2 separate regions of the Mus musculus genome follow, and region 2 is linked to region 1. A link is a contact called in public Hi-C data. All regions are on one chromosome and are shown on one strand. Each heading gives the region's core, a stretch centred on a gene start, on an enhancer-like site or on the middle of the called end of the contact. The rest is flanking DNA. Distances are from core to core; before and after follow the strand shown. Region 1 holds the start of Agtr1a (angiotensin II receptor, type 1a). Region 2 overlaps Agtr1a (angiotensin II receptor, type 1a).

Region 1 (6,292 bases), core at 1,316-3,815:
AGATGTTGAACATTTTATAATATATTTCTTAGCCACTGTTATTTCTTCTTTAGAGAACTCTGTTCAGATCCAGAGGCCATTTTTAAATTGTGTTTTCTTGACTTTTTTTGTTACTTATATATTTTGGAAATTAATCCTATAGTTAAATAACTTAAATATATATTATGTGTTATGTGTTAATACATTATGTTATGTCATATGTCAAATGTCATAATTATATATCATGTTATAGTATATGCTACATGTCACATGTTACATGTTAAATGTCATGTTATATACTATATATAATTCATATGCATGTTATGTATAATAATATAATTTATATGCATATCATATATAATTAAATAGTTTATATATTCTGGAAATTAATGTATAGCTGGAAAAGATTCTTTCCTACTCTGTGGGCTTCCACCTCACTCAGTTGGCTGATTCTGTTTCTCTCCCTGTGCAGAAGACCTTTAGTTTCCATGGGGTCTCATTTGTCAGTTGTTGGCTGTAGTTCTGGAGGGAACAGAGTTCAGGAAGCCCTGTCCCGAGCTTGTCTCCTGTAGGGCGCTGCTCCTGTTATCTTCCAGCAGAGTCTTTGTTCCAGGTTTCATAACAGAAGACCTGCACTTTTAAAAACTGAGTTTATATCTTTGCAAAGATTCAACCAACATGCCTGTGACTTTTCACAATGCCAGAATTTATTGGATAACAATAAATTCACAAGGAATATTGACTTTGTAAGAATCAATTTGCTAAGGAGTGTCCAATTCCTTGATAACCTGACAAGGCAAATGCAGAAACACAGACCCTTTTATTCCAATCTTACCTATGAACATTAACTTTCAGATTATGCACTATACATCACACACACACACTATACACACACTATATATACACACACATATATGTAATTTAGACATCGGCTACATAGCATTGAAGAGTATCTAATAGGACTCAGGGAATTGCAAAGATGCTTGAGAAGCAGGCAGCTAAAGGGGTCAAAAGGGGCCTCTATGGTAATGAGATAACCGCTGCTGGAGGTCTGCTGCTAAAAGTCAAGGTTTGAGCTGAGCCACTGGCAGAGGCTTTAGCAGCCAAGTGCAGGACTCAGCCCTGGAGACAGTTTCATGTCAGGTAGAGACACACAAGTGGGCATATGTGTCACTTCAAATAGAACAGCCACATCATAGCAGAGACTGAGCTAAGTTGAAGCCTCTAGGAGGGCTGGGCACTCTGTGACGCACACAGGGTGGAAAGATAGGGCTTCTTACCCCTGAAGCCTTAGGGCTTCTTCTCTTCATGGGGCTCAGGTGAGAGAGCTGCACCCTTTTCCAGTCTTGCCAGTCCAGTGTGCTGTCACTCCTGGTTTCCCAGATTTGATATTAACCTCGGCGTGTGTGGCTATAGTCTCCATTTACTTCGATTGTTTTTTAAGTAGCGGGGCATGGGGCGTGGGGTGGGGGTGGGGGCTTTCTGCCTTAAGAAATAAATTGTTAATCTATCTGTGCCATGTAGCTGGTGACAGGCAGATGATGTTTATGTGCACATCAAGGTGCGAATTCTACTTCTGCATTTTCACTTTAAGTGGAGTCAATGCTGCTTGTAAAATACAAACTCTGCAGTCGAAAGCCATTGTTTTGCACAATGTCGAGTAATTCAGAGCAGGGCACATCATGGTCTCAATACCTTTATTTTTCCACTGGATTTGAATCGCTAGCACTTCATTAGGATTTGCATCTCCATCCATAGAAGCTGTTAGTCTGAAGTTGGCTTGTACTGTGTTGCCTGAGTTTGGTATCAGAGTAATTCTGGCCTCGTGATACACTGCAGAATGTATTTCCCCTTTCCTTTCCTTTCCTTTCCTTTCCTTTCCTTTCCTTTCCTTTCCTTTCCTTTCCTTTCCTTTCCTTTCCTTTCCTCTCCTCTCCTCTCCTCTCCTCTCCTCTCCTCTCCTCTCCTCTCCTCTCCTTTCCTTTCTCTCTTTCTTTCCTTTCTCTCTTTCTTTCTTTTCTTCCTTCCTTTCTTCCTTCCTTCCTTCCTTTCTTTCTTTCTTTCTTTCTTTCTTTCTTTCTTTCTTTTTTTCTTTCTTTCTTTCTTTCTAATTTAGAATTGAGTTCATTTTGTTCTCAAATATTTTGTGCTATTTTTTTGGCAGTCTGTTTTTATTTTAAAATAAATGCAGCTTGAGCCACGTGTAAACTAGGAGGAACTGATAATCTTTTATTTTACAACTCTGAAATTAATCCATGCCATATGTAATCCACAGCACAGGCCTCAAATTTTGAGTCAGCCACAGCGAAGAAAGGGAGTTCCTTAATTCATCCTTAAAATTTTTCCAAGATTTTTTTTTTCTTCTTTCTAAGTGAAGCATTTATCTTGGAGTCAGTTCATGTGGCCTTACGCCCACCTCCCTCCATCTTCAACACTTCAGGCTGGGATGTGGGATTCAGGACCAGCTGAGCTTGGATCTGGAAGGGCACATCGGTGACTGGCAGCAGGGAAGACTCCGTCAGAAACTGGAGAGGGAGAGGGTTGGACAGAGGGTCTCGGGGCGGGGCGGGGCGGGGCGGGGCGAGGGAGGAGTGCAAAGCCTTAGGGTTGGAACCTGCGGAGTAGCAACGTCCCCCTAGGCTATAAATATGGAAGTGCCTCGCTGCTGATCGCCAGGCAGTTGGGAGGGACTGGATGATGCTGTCTGGCCGGAGAGGACTCGAGGCTTGAGTCCTGGTCCACGGGTCGCTGGGGTGGGTCGCTGGGGTGGCTGAAGCCAGTACCAGCTCTGCGGCTCTCCCAGCTCTGCTGCTCTCCCGGGTGAGTCCTAGCCCAGGCGTCCCGCCAGCGTGGTGATCAGGGGCGGGAGTGGGTAGGTTCCTTGTCACCACATCTGAATCTAGAGTACTGGGCACGGAGGACCCGGGGGACCCAGGGGAGCGAGCTCACTCCCGGCCAGCGGAATGAGCCTGGAGGGGGCTGCCCTTCACCGGATCAGGTGGGAGGAAAGTGCGCTCGTTTGCAGCGTGGTCCAAAGGAGTCATAATGTTTTGATCAAACTCTTCGAGTACAGGCTAGAAATCTACAGAAATGTGAGGCAAGCAAGTCAGTTTTCCGCCGTGCTTTTAAATAACTGTTGTATTTTAGCTGTGACCTGAATTTAACCGTAGCCTGTATGACCGCGGGGCCAAAATCTGAAGTTGTGCTACTTTGAGCTTAAGTTAAGATTGTCCCCAGCCTCACCTTTGTTTGCCAATGACCCTGCACTGCCTTCTCTCCTTCTTCTCAGTGCGGGTTCTACTAGTGGATCATCAGTATCACATAGATGGTAGTGGGGCCAAACGCCATAACCACAGGTGTTCCCAGCCAAGCTTTGATACTTCAGTCAGAAGTGGGGAGAAGCTGGTGGCTGCATCTCAGCAGGCTGTCTTGGCCTGTAGTCCTCACTGGATTTCAGTGGCTCCGATTCAGTACTGAAGCGAGCGAGCGAGAGCAGGGCTCTCCACTCTTCTACCTCATTTCACTTTCTTGAGAAACCTTTAGGCCAGTGTCTCCGCAACCTCAGACTATGGTGGTCTCCAGAAAATTTAAGCCAATCCTGCTCAAGACTTCACCTGCTCCCTGTCTTTGGTTAAGCACAGGAGAATAGGCTACGGGTGTCCATGTTTGCCCATGTCCTTAAGCATAAAGACCCACCATCAACTCCAGGGAGACGTCTTTTTTTTTTTTTTTTTTTTTTTCAGGAAAATTTGGGCACTCTGTGTGCCCTGAGGTCTCATTTGGAAGTCGACAACATTAATTTCCTCCTGTGTCGTTCCAGGAAAAGAGAGAGAGAGAGAGAGAGAGAGAGAGAGAGAGAGAGAGAGAGAGCAGCCTCACAGCCTGCTCTCTGCAGTCAGTAATCATTGTTTCCCTTTTCAAGGTACTTCATTCCTAAAGCGATTTTCTTGAGAGTTACCGCCACCGAGTCCCTGTATTTATTGCCCCTAAGCAAAAGCCTTAACCCACTTTACAAATATAAGGACTCCAAGAAGCTTGTTTTAGTGTTTTATCTCCTTGGTTTAACCACAAACAAACAAACACTACCTGTCCTGTTTGCTTATCTCGGAAGTCTTTTTGGAGCCATTAAGGCCCCACTTGGACGGTCACTTCTCCATCAATTTCCTGCTAATGCCCAGGAACCCTCCTTGTTCTTACCCTGAATTAGCTGCGCGATATTAAGAGTGCTTTTATTTATCTAACAATTCTGAGTCTCTGGTCACTGCACAGAAGGTCTCTTACAGTCTTTTAAAACCTCGATACTTTCTGGTTTTTGGTTATTGCTGACTACATAAAAGTCTAGACTGGTTACCTTATTATCCCATGATAAAAGTCTTCGAAACTGTTAACATCTCTGGTTAAATGTTTCTTAGTGAGAGGTCCACAGGTCTATCCTCAAATCACAGGTGACAATTCCTATAATGTATGATATATACTGCTTGAGGTTTAGGGAGGGGCCTCAAGTTGTAAGGTGTTAAAATTGACTGACTTTTCTGAGCCCTTCTTCTCTTCCTGGATGCCTTGTTTTTGTTGGTGGTGTTGGCTTATTTTCCCCTTTACAAGGTTTTAATTTCTAGTTTTACTCTTCCTTGGAACTCAGAGAACATCTAACTAACTAACTAACTAACTAACTAACTAACTAACTCTGCATCCACCACCTTAGAAGAGAGTGGGTTTTCTCTTATGTGAAAACCTGTTATCCAGAGATTTACAAAATGTTTGCCCATCACAGTATCTGAGTGAGGCTTGCTGAGCTCCGGTCATCTTGCCTTACCCTGGTCAGTGTAGGAAGGACACACTATGTGCCGTTCAGCTTTCTTCATTTTCTTCGTCTCCTGTCTCGTTTGGGGGGAGAATTGTCCCCTTTACTTCAGAGCATATTTTTGCTGCCTTTGACTGCTGCTACTTATGACTGTGTGGATCTTGTGTTACTAATTAACAGTAATAACTAATTTTGCTTGTGACAAGGAAAAGAAAAGTTTAATGTTATACTTATCCCAGCGTGGAGTAAGTATTTGCCAGCAAGGACTTTGAAGCATAGTTTGAATTACAGATGTGTGGCTTCTCTGTGCTCTCATGATGCCTTTTCCAAGCAGAGAGTTGAGAGCTGCTATATTTTGTTCTCAAATCTGTTCTAGGGACAGAGATCGAATTCCTTTCCCATTTGCACGTTTTGGCTTCCCAGCCCAGGCTGTTGTCCTTGAGCCTTTTATTTATCCCTGTACCTGATCCTTTCCCTGAATTTTAGGTTCTAAAAAGCAACTTCTTAATGACTTGATACCTACAGTTACTTTTAACCAGTAGTACCTAAGTGGTAGAAGATAATATTCAAATGATTTGGCAAGTGACTACTATTAAACCATTAACGACTCTAAAATATAGTGTTTCCCTTCCAGAAAAGGAATCCAAAGTGGTATAAATAAGTTTCATTAGAGTTATCACTTTAACATAAAATCTGACAAATGGGAATTCAAAAACAAAGTCTATATTTAGAACATTCATAGAGATGACAAATGGACATTGCTGTATTACCATGAAATATTTGCTGATTTTTAATTCTTTTCATAGCAGATATTCAGAAAAGAAAAATTCCTTTGCATATGAAAAATGAACTAGTGTTTCTTTTTTTTAATAACAAAGAGGTTCATGTGGTTTGAGGGCTGTAGGATTGCTTTTCTTTTTTTCCCTACTTTATTCTTATAGGTCGATTTAGAAGCACTTACTTTAATTTGCTTTTATTCTGGCTCCTCGATAGGTGCTTCCTCTAAAGGTCTTAAGTAGAATTGAGTGTTTAGAACCTGCTAGCTACTGTTATAACTCCCACACCCAAGAACATTTTCAAGGGTTTTGAAGCTCTTAGGCTCTGTTATGTTTATCATATTTAAAAGTTGGGGAAACAGATGAGCACCGAGACCTCACTGCTTCTATGGCGGCACGTCTTTCCTAACTCTGGATGTGTTCCCAATTTTAGCTCACATGATTAATGGTCCTTTAGTTTAGATCAACGAACTTCTTACTCATTTTGTATACATAGAAGACACCGTGATCTTCACCAAGAGGTAAAAGTCTCTTTAGGTCAGTGAACTTAACTATTTGTCTCAGTTAACTGCAGGCCAAGAATATTGAAAACACATGCATGTGGCTACGTGCTCGCTTATAAAGAGACTCACTGCTTGCTAGTTAACTCTCTGAGTTGCTTAGCTATTCACTTGTTTTCTATGAACCAGAGATCATACCCTGCTTTAAGACATGAAGACTTGTCTGTGAAATCGGC
Region 2 (6,292 bases), core at 1,753-4,252, 49 kb after region 1:
TGTTCTGCTCAGTTCCCCAAGGGCAAGGAACCTTGTTTGTCCCTTTAGTCATTAGCAATGGAGACCCACGTGTCCCTGTTACTACACATACTTTGAAAAGATCTGCTAACCTGGAGTCATCAAGTTTCAGGAGCCCTTTGTAAAATTCAGCCAGTGTCTTAGAAACCTGTACTGTCCCCAAACAATGCCAGTTAGTGGTGTATTTATGTAGCAGTGTAAGCAAAGTTACACATCAAAGTTGCACTGCTTGTACCAACCGTGACATAGTAGGTATATCAGCTTTAGTTCACATCTGAGAAACATAAACAGTCGGTGGTGAATAGACTACATATCATACAATCTGCCTTGTTCTCTAAAAGTATATATCCTCCACATATATGTACATATGTATCTCTAAGCTGTCATTTGATGAAGTTTTGGCAATGTATGTTTACCTCTAAATAAAGTAATTTTATTGTAACGTATCTGATCTTTATTATTTAAAATAGAAGCCGATCTATTTTTTACAATGACTTGGATAGAAGTAAAAACACAAAACTACAAAAATGTATTTTTGCTTCCAGTTTCACTTGGCTGATGGTTTAATATGGCTAGATATAGGCTTTATATCCCACTGTTGAAAAGGCCAAGAAGGAACCAGCTTGGACCCCACAATGTGGGGAAAATACACCATTTTGAATTTTTTGAAGTTATTCATATAACACCAAAAATGTTTTCATTGCTCATAACATTAAATTAATACTTTTTTTACTCATAAGTTTTTAAATAATTGGATGCATCTAGTTATATGCATGATCACTGCAGGACATTTAGAAGCTCTGGAAAGCACAAAACAATAGTCATATTTAGTTCTTCAGTGCAAACACAAAAAACAAAAACAACAAAAACCCCCAAACATTCATTTCAGTATTTTAGGCCATAAATAGGAAACAGAGAGTGACTTAAAATGTCTGAAGTCTTCTGAAACCTCCAGGTCCACCCCAGTGACAGACATAGTTGCTTCACCAAGCATGTCATATCCACTAATCTCCCCCAGCACTGCTCAGCTACCAACTGGGGACCAAGTTTTCATACTCATCATACACATATGCATACATACATACATACATGCATGCATGCATGCATACATACATAATACATACATGTATGCATACATACATACATACACATATGCATGCATACATACATACATACATACATACATACATAAGTAAATTATGGTGCTGGAGTCATAATGTATATGCCATTCTGCATACAGACTTGTCCCTCAGTGTCATTGCATAGTGCTTAGTATACCATTAAATGCATTTCTTCAAACATTTCAGTACTGTTTTTTTGTTTGTTTGTTTTGGTTTGGTTTTTTTGTTGTTTTGTGTTGTTTTTGTTTTTTTGTTTTTTTTTGTTTTTTTGCTTTTTGTTTTTTGTTTTTGTTTTTGTTTGTTTTGTTTTGTTTTTGTTTTTTGTTTTTTGCTTTTTTGAGACAGGGTTTCTCTATGCAGCCCTGGCTGTCCTAGAACTCACTTTGTAGACCAGGCTAGCCTCGAACTCAGAAATCCCCCTGCCTCTGCCTCCCAAGTGCTGGGATTAAAGGCATGCGCCACCACTGTTACTGTTTCAAAATACAAGCACACCTGATATAATTAGGGAATCACCAAATTGGAACATGTACCATTCTTCTAAAAATACTTTTGGCACCAGAAATCACGCTGAGGTGCTCATAAGTGCATTAATCTGATAAACTCCTCTCACACCAAGAAAAAGTAGAACTGAGAATATGACTGTAAACATTTTTTTTCATATTCCCAATATGTGTGACCACATTTTTCAGAAAGCATAACACAATTTATATGCTACCAGTTATGTTTAGCTATAGCTCATGACAAGCTTAGAAGATAGGAGTTTACTTACTGTAAGAACCCAGGCGCCGTATGCTACTGCTGAGAACAAACTAGACCAAAATATTGCCAAGGGGCGGCTACCTATTCTTTACCTGGAAGCTTTCACTACCTTCACCCCAGGGATGCTGAGGTACCTATTCTGTTGCAATAAACTGTGTGCAAAGAGCTGAGTCATATGCAGAACAGCTGATAGATCCTATGGGCAAGGGGGTTGAAGACTATGTAAAATAGCCAATAGATGCTATAGACAGATCATTCAGAGACCTTGGTGGACAGGGCAAAACTTCCACCAAGAAATCATCTTAAGTCATATTCTTGGAAATAATTGTGGTTACATGTGCTTCCTTTAATTTTTTCTTGTTTTATTTTAGATTTCATTAATACAATGCTGGCTGCTTATTTCAATTTTTTCCCAAAAGGATTGTGTGATACTTTGAATGAGGTGTCTCTCATAGGTCTCAGGCATTGAAACACTTGGCTCCCAGTTGGTGGCCATCTGGGCGAGGGGGAAGGGTGAGGAGGTGTGGCCTTGCTGAAGCACTGTGTCACTGGAAGTGGGCTTTGGGGTTTCAGAAGACTCAAGCCATTTCAAGTCACACTCTGTGCTTCCTATTTATAGATGGAGATGTGAGCTCTCAGCTGCTGCTTTGAAACCATGCCTTCCTGTCTGCTCCCACGTTCCTCATCTGGGTGCTTATGGATTCTTATGCTTTAGAAATCCAAACCCTTAGATAAGCCTTTTCTTCTATAAGCTGTCTTGGCTGTGGTGTTTTATCACAGAAATAGAAATGTAGCTAATACAGATTTCTCCAAACATTAAATTCTACGTCATCTCTAATGAGATGCCATGATTTATCGTTCATGAACATATTTAAAGTAGGCACACTACTTGTCTTTGGAATATCTTCTAAGTATACAAAACCCAAAGACGTCCCATAAAGATTCCAGACACTCCATGAGATGCAGGAGCCACGGAACCCAAGTCTTATTTCTCCGTGAGCAAATCCATCGTTTTGGTTAATAATTCACTTATTGATCAATTCAGTAAATTATTTATGTGTACCTAGTCTGTGTTGGGACTAGAGAGTTGTGTAACTCACAGCTTCTAGTGTATAACAGGCCTTCCCATAGTTTATAAGGTAGTCAGGTAAGAGGAGGTTTGATTGACAAGCTGTAAAAGAGCTCAGAGTTTTCACATAATGTGTTTTTAGTTTCATTACTTTATACACTGCTGCATTTCCCCCACACCAACCTGAGGATCAAGAGGCGAGAAAGCCGGACCAAACAGGTGAGAAGAGAAGTAGAAGAATTGTGGCTGGGGAATTCCAGATGTGCATGAGGCAGAGAACAAAGTAAACCGGAAGAAAGTGAGAGAAGGAGATAGGAGGCTGGACGCAGCCAGTGACTGCCTCAGACTATGATTCTGACCTCATAGAGGACCACACACAGATGCCTGGGACCCCAGGGCCATGCTGGATTTAGGCCTAGACCAACAGGAGGAAGAGGAAGCCAAATATCAGGGATGGATATAAGCTATAAACAATGGTATGGTCATGACACAGTTGGACAATTTTGAATATTAAATATTTAAAATATTGAATATTAAACTCCCCTTTAATGCAGGAGGCACAGAGATTAGGAACACAAATGTAAATGAATAAGGAAATGATAAGGGTAGAGATATTCCAACCAATGATTAGAGTCGGGTTTTCAAATTTTTAATTTTACTTTTTCAGGTCCAATATGCACTTGCTGGTTAGAGGTTTGACTCAGTGGTAGGATGTTTGGTTAGTAGGTATAGGGCCCCTATTTCTGTTATGATTGCAAAAACCAGTATGAATAATTGCATCCACTTTTTTCTATCTGTGCAGTAGACTATTGCACTGTCCACTTCCTCCTCAAATGAACATTTTTTCATGCCATCTAAGGGCAGGACTGCTTCAGAATGAGCCATTTTTCTACCCAGCTACATCCCTAGGCTGCAAAATGGTTGCAGGTGTGACATGATCCATTGGCAGTTTTATAAGGACAATCAAAACAGGTGAGGAGGGAGAAAAGGACAAAGCTGCTATGAGGAGCTCAAACTTCTGCAACCTGCACTTGTATCCAAAAGAGCAGTGTGTACTGAAACATTCATGCTTATAGTGTAAACATAGTGATCTTTCTAGATAGTTCCTAGTGACATGAATATAGTAACTGGAGTTCATAACTATCTATCTCTCTATCTCTCTATCTATCTCTCTATCTATCTCTCTCTATCTCTCTATCTATCTATCTATCTATCTATCTATCTATCTATCTATCTATCTACATATCATCCCTATATCTATTATATGTGTGTGTATGTATGTGTATGTATATATATATATATATATATATATACATATATATATATATATACATATATATATATGTTTATAGTAGGTTATGGATCCTGCAGAAGTTTATACTTAAGTAAGTCACACCAAGGTTTTCACACAATGGCATATTTTCTTCATTGCTTCTTTCCTAAAAAATTCTCAGATTAAAGGTGGCAGTTAGGAAAGTATATGTTGAGGGTGGATGTCAGCTCAAACATGGCTCTTCATCAGTTTCTTGCAGAAGTCTGAGTCTTACAAAAACAAAAACAAAACAAAAACAAAAACAGATGAATATCTATGACTAGTTGTGGGTATATATTTTTTTTTCAAAATTATGCTTTTAGACTCTGATCTACAAATTTGGAAGAACTAAAGAGCTCTGGAAATTAGATCATTTAAGACTCATTTGCTCTGTGTGACTTCCTTGTAGATAAGTTCTTATCTCTTACAGTAATCTACAAATTGCCAAATGGAACCGATTGTACATTTGTAGAAATGTCTGCATTTGTGAGGTGCAACCCTACAGCCTACTAGTTACAATGTCCCCAATGCATGAGAATGATATTAACTGAGATGACAAGAGACCTAAGGTCTACAGTACCTTCTCCAAAATTGACCATATAATTGGTCACAAAACAGGCCTTAACAGATATAAGAAGACTGAAATAATCCACACACCCTATCAGATCACCATGGACTAAGGCTGGTCTTAAATACCAACAAAAACAGTGGAAAGCACACATACACATGGAAGCTGAACAACACTCTACTCAATAATAACTTGGTCAAGGAAGGAATAAAGAAATAAAAGGCTTTTTAGAATTTAATGAAAAAGAAGACACATCATAACCATGGAACACAATGAAAGCTGTGGTAAGATTCCTCTTACAGCTCCAAGTGCCACCAGAAAGAAATGGAAGAGAGCTTGCACTAGCAGCTTGACAGCACACCTGAAGGTTCTAGAACAAAAAGAAGCAAATATACCCAGGAGGAGTAGATGGCAGGAAATAATCAAACTCAGGGCTAAAGTCAACCAAATAGAAACAAAAAGAACTATACGAAGAATCAACAAAACCAAGAGCTTGTTCTTTGAGAAAATCAAAAAGATAGATAAACCCTTAGCCAGACTAACCAGAGGGCACAGAGACAGTATCCAAATTAATAAAATCAGAAATGAAAAGGGAGACATAAAAAAGAAATATATCTTAAAATAATTGTTCTGTCTGTTGTTCATCAACAGTTGAAAATATTAAAACCATGTTCTACAAACAAAATAAAAACAATGAATTTATGAGATTTTTAGACAAATGGATGGTACTAGAAAATATCCTCAGTGAGGTAACCCAATCACAAAAGAACACATATGGTATGCACTCACTGATAAATGGATATTAGCCCAAAGGCTCAGAATACCCAAGATGCAATTCATAGACCACATAAAGCTGCAGAAGGAGGAAGACAAACGTGTGGATGCTTCAGTCCTTCTTAGAAAGGGGAGCACCCTCATAAAAATAGGGGGAGTGGGGATGGGATGGGGGTTTCTGGGATGGGAGGACAGGGAAAGGGGAAAACATTTAAAATGTAAATAAAGGAAATATCCAAAAATGGAGAGAGAATGGAGAGAGAAAATGCAGAGAGAGAGAGAGAGAGGGAGAGAGAGAGAGAGAGAGAGAGAGAGAGAGAGAGAGAGAGAGAGAGAGAGAGAGAGAGTGTGTTAATGTCACATCTGAGTCCTTGATTGTACCTGGGTCTGACACCCACCTGTGTCTTTATGTATGGCAAATGATAAAATCAACATTCCTGGTTTTAAACAATAATACATTTTTATTTATTGTGAAAATATCTGTGGATACCCATGCATGTGTTTGCCACAGTTCATGTCAGAGGATAACTTGCAAGAATAAGTTATCTCCTTCCATTATTTAGGTCCCGGGTTTTGAACTCAGATCCTTAGGCTTGCTGACAAACACCTTTAACCATTGCACTATCTCAACAGATCAACACCCAAGGGACTAGAATTCAAAGATCTGAGAC

What was found. A called contact is a pair of places that touch in the nucleus more often than the background predicts.
Region 2: a Hi-C map of liver shows a contact between it and region 1, with 3 times the contacts expected there. The contact joins the enhancer-like site here to the promoter of Agtr1a in region 1. A contact is called at or near these places in 1 of 39 promoter capture datasets (embryonic stem cells), 3 of 484 Hi-C or Micro-C datasets (liver and uterus), 2 of 115 datasets of contacts at active chromatin or transcription factors (the SCID.adh cell line and cardiomyocytes) and 1 of 9 other capture datasets (adipose tissue).

The regions. Positions count from the first base shown.
Region 1 is chr13:30,333,791-30,340,082 of GRCm38.p6, forward strand. Agtr1a (angiotensin II receptor, type 1a) reads left to right here and starts at 2,566. Exons shown (of 3, transcript NM_177322.3): 1 at 2,566-2,799.
Region 2 is chr13:30,382,404-30,388,695 of GRCm38.p6, forward strand. Agtr1a (angiotensin II receptor, type 1a) reads left to right here. Exons shown (of 3, transcript NM_177322.3): 3 at 1-464. Among named protein-coding and RNA genes, the nearest start is that of Agtr1a, 49 kb to the left of the region's middle. Within about 2 kb of position 3,003, at least 3 of the 459 cell types and tissues checked have an H3K27ac peak or open chromatin away from gene starts, as enhancers often do. A contact at or near this core is called in liver, where this site is marked.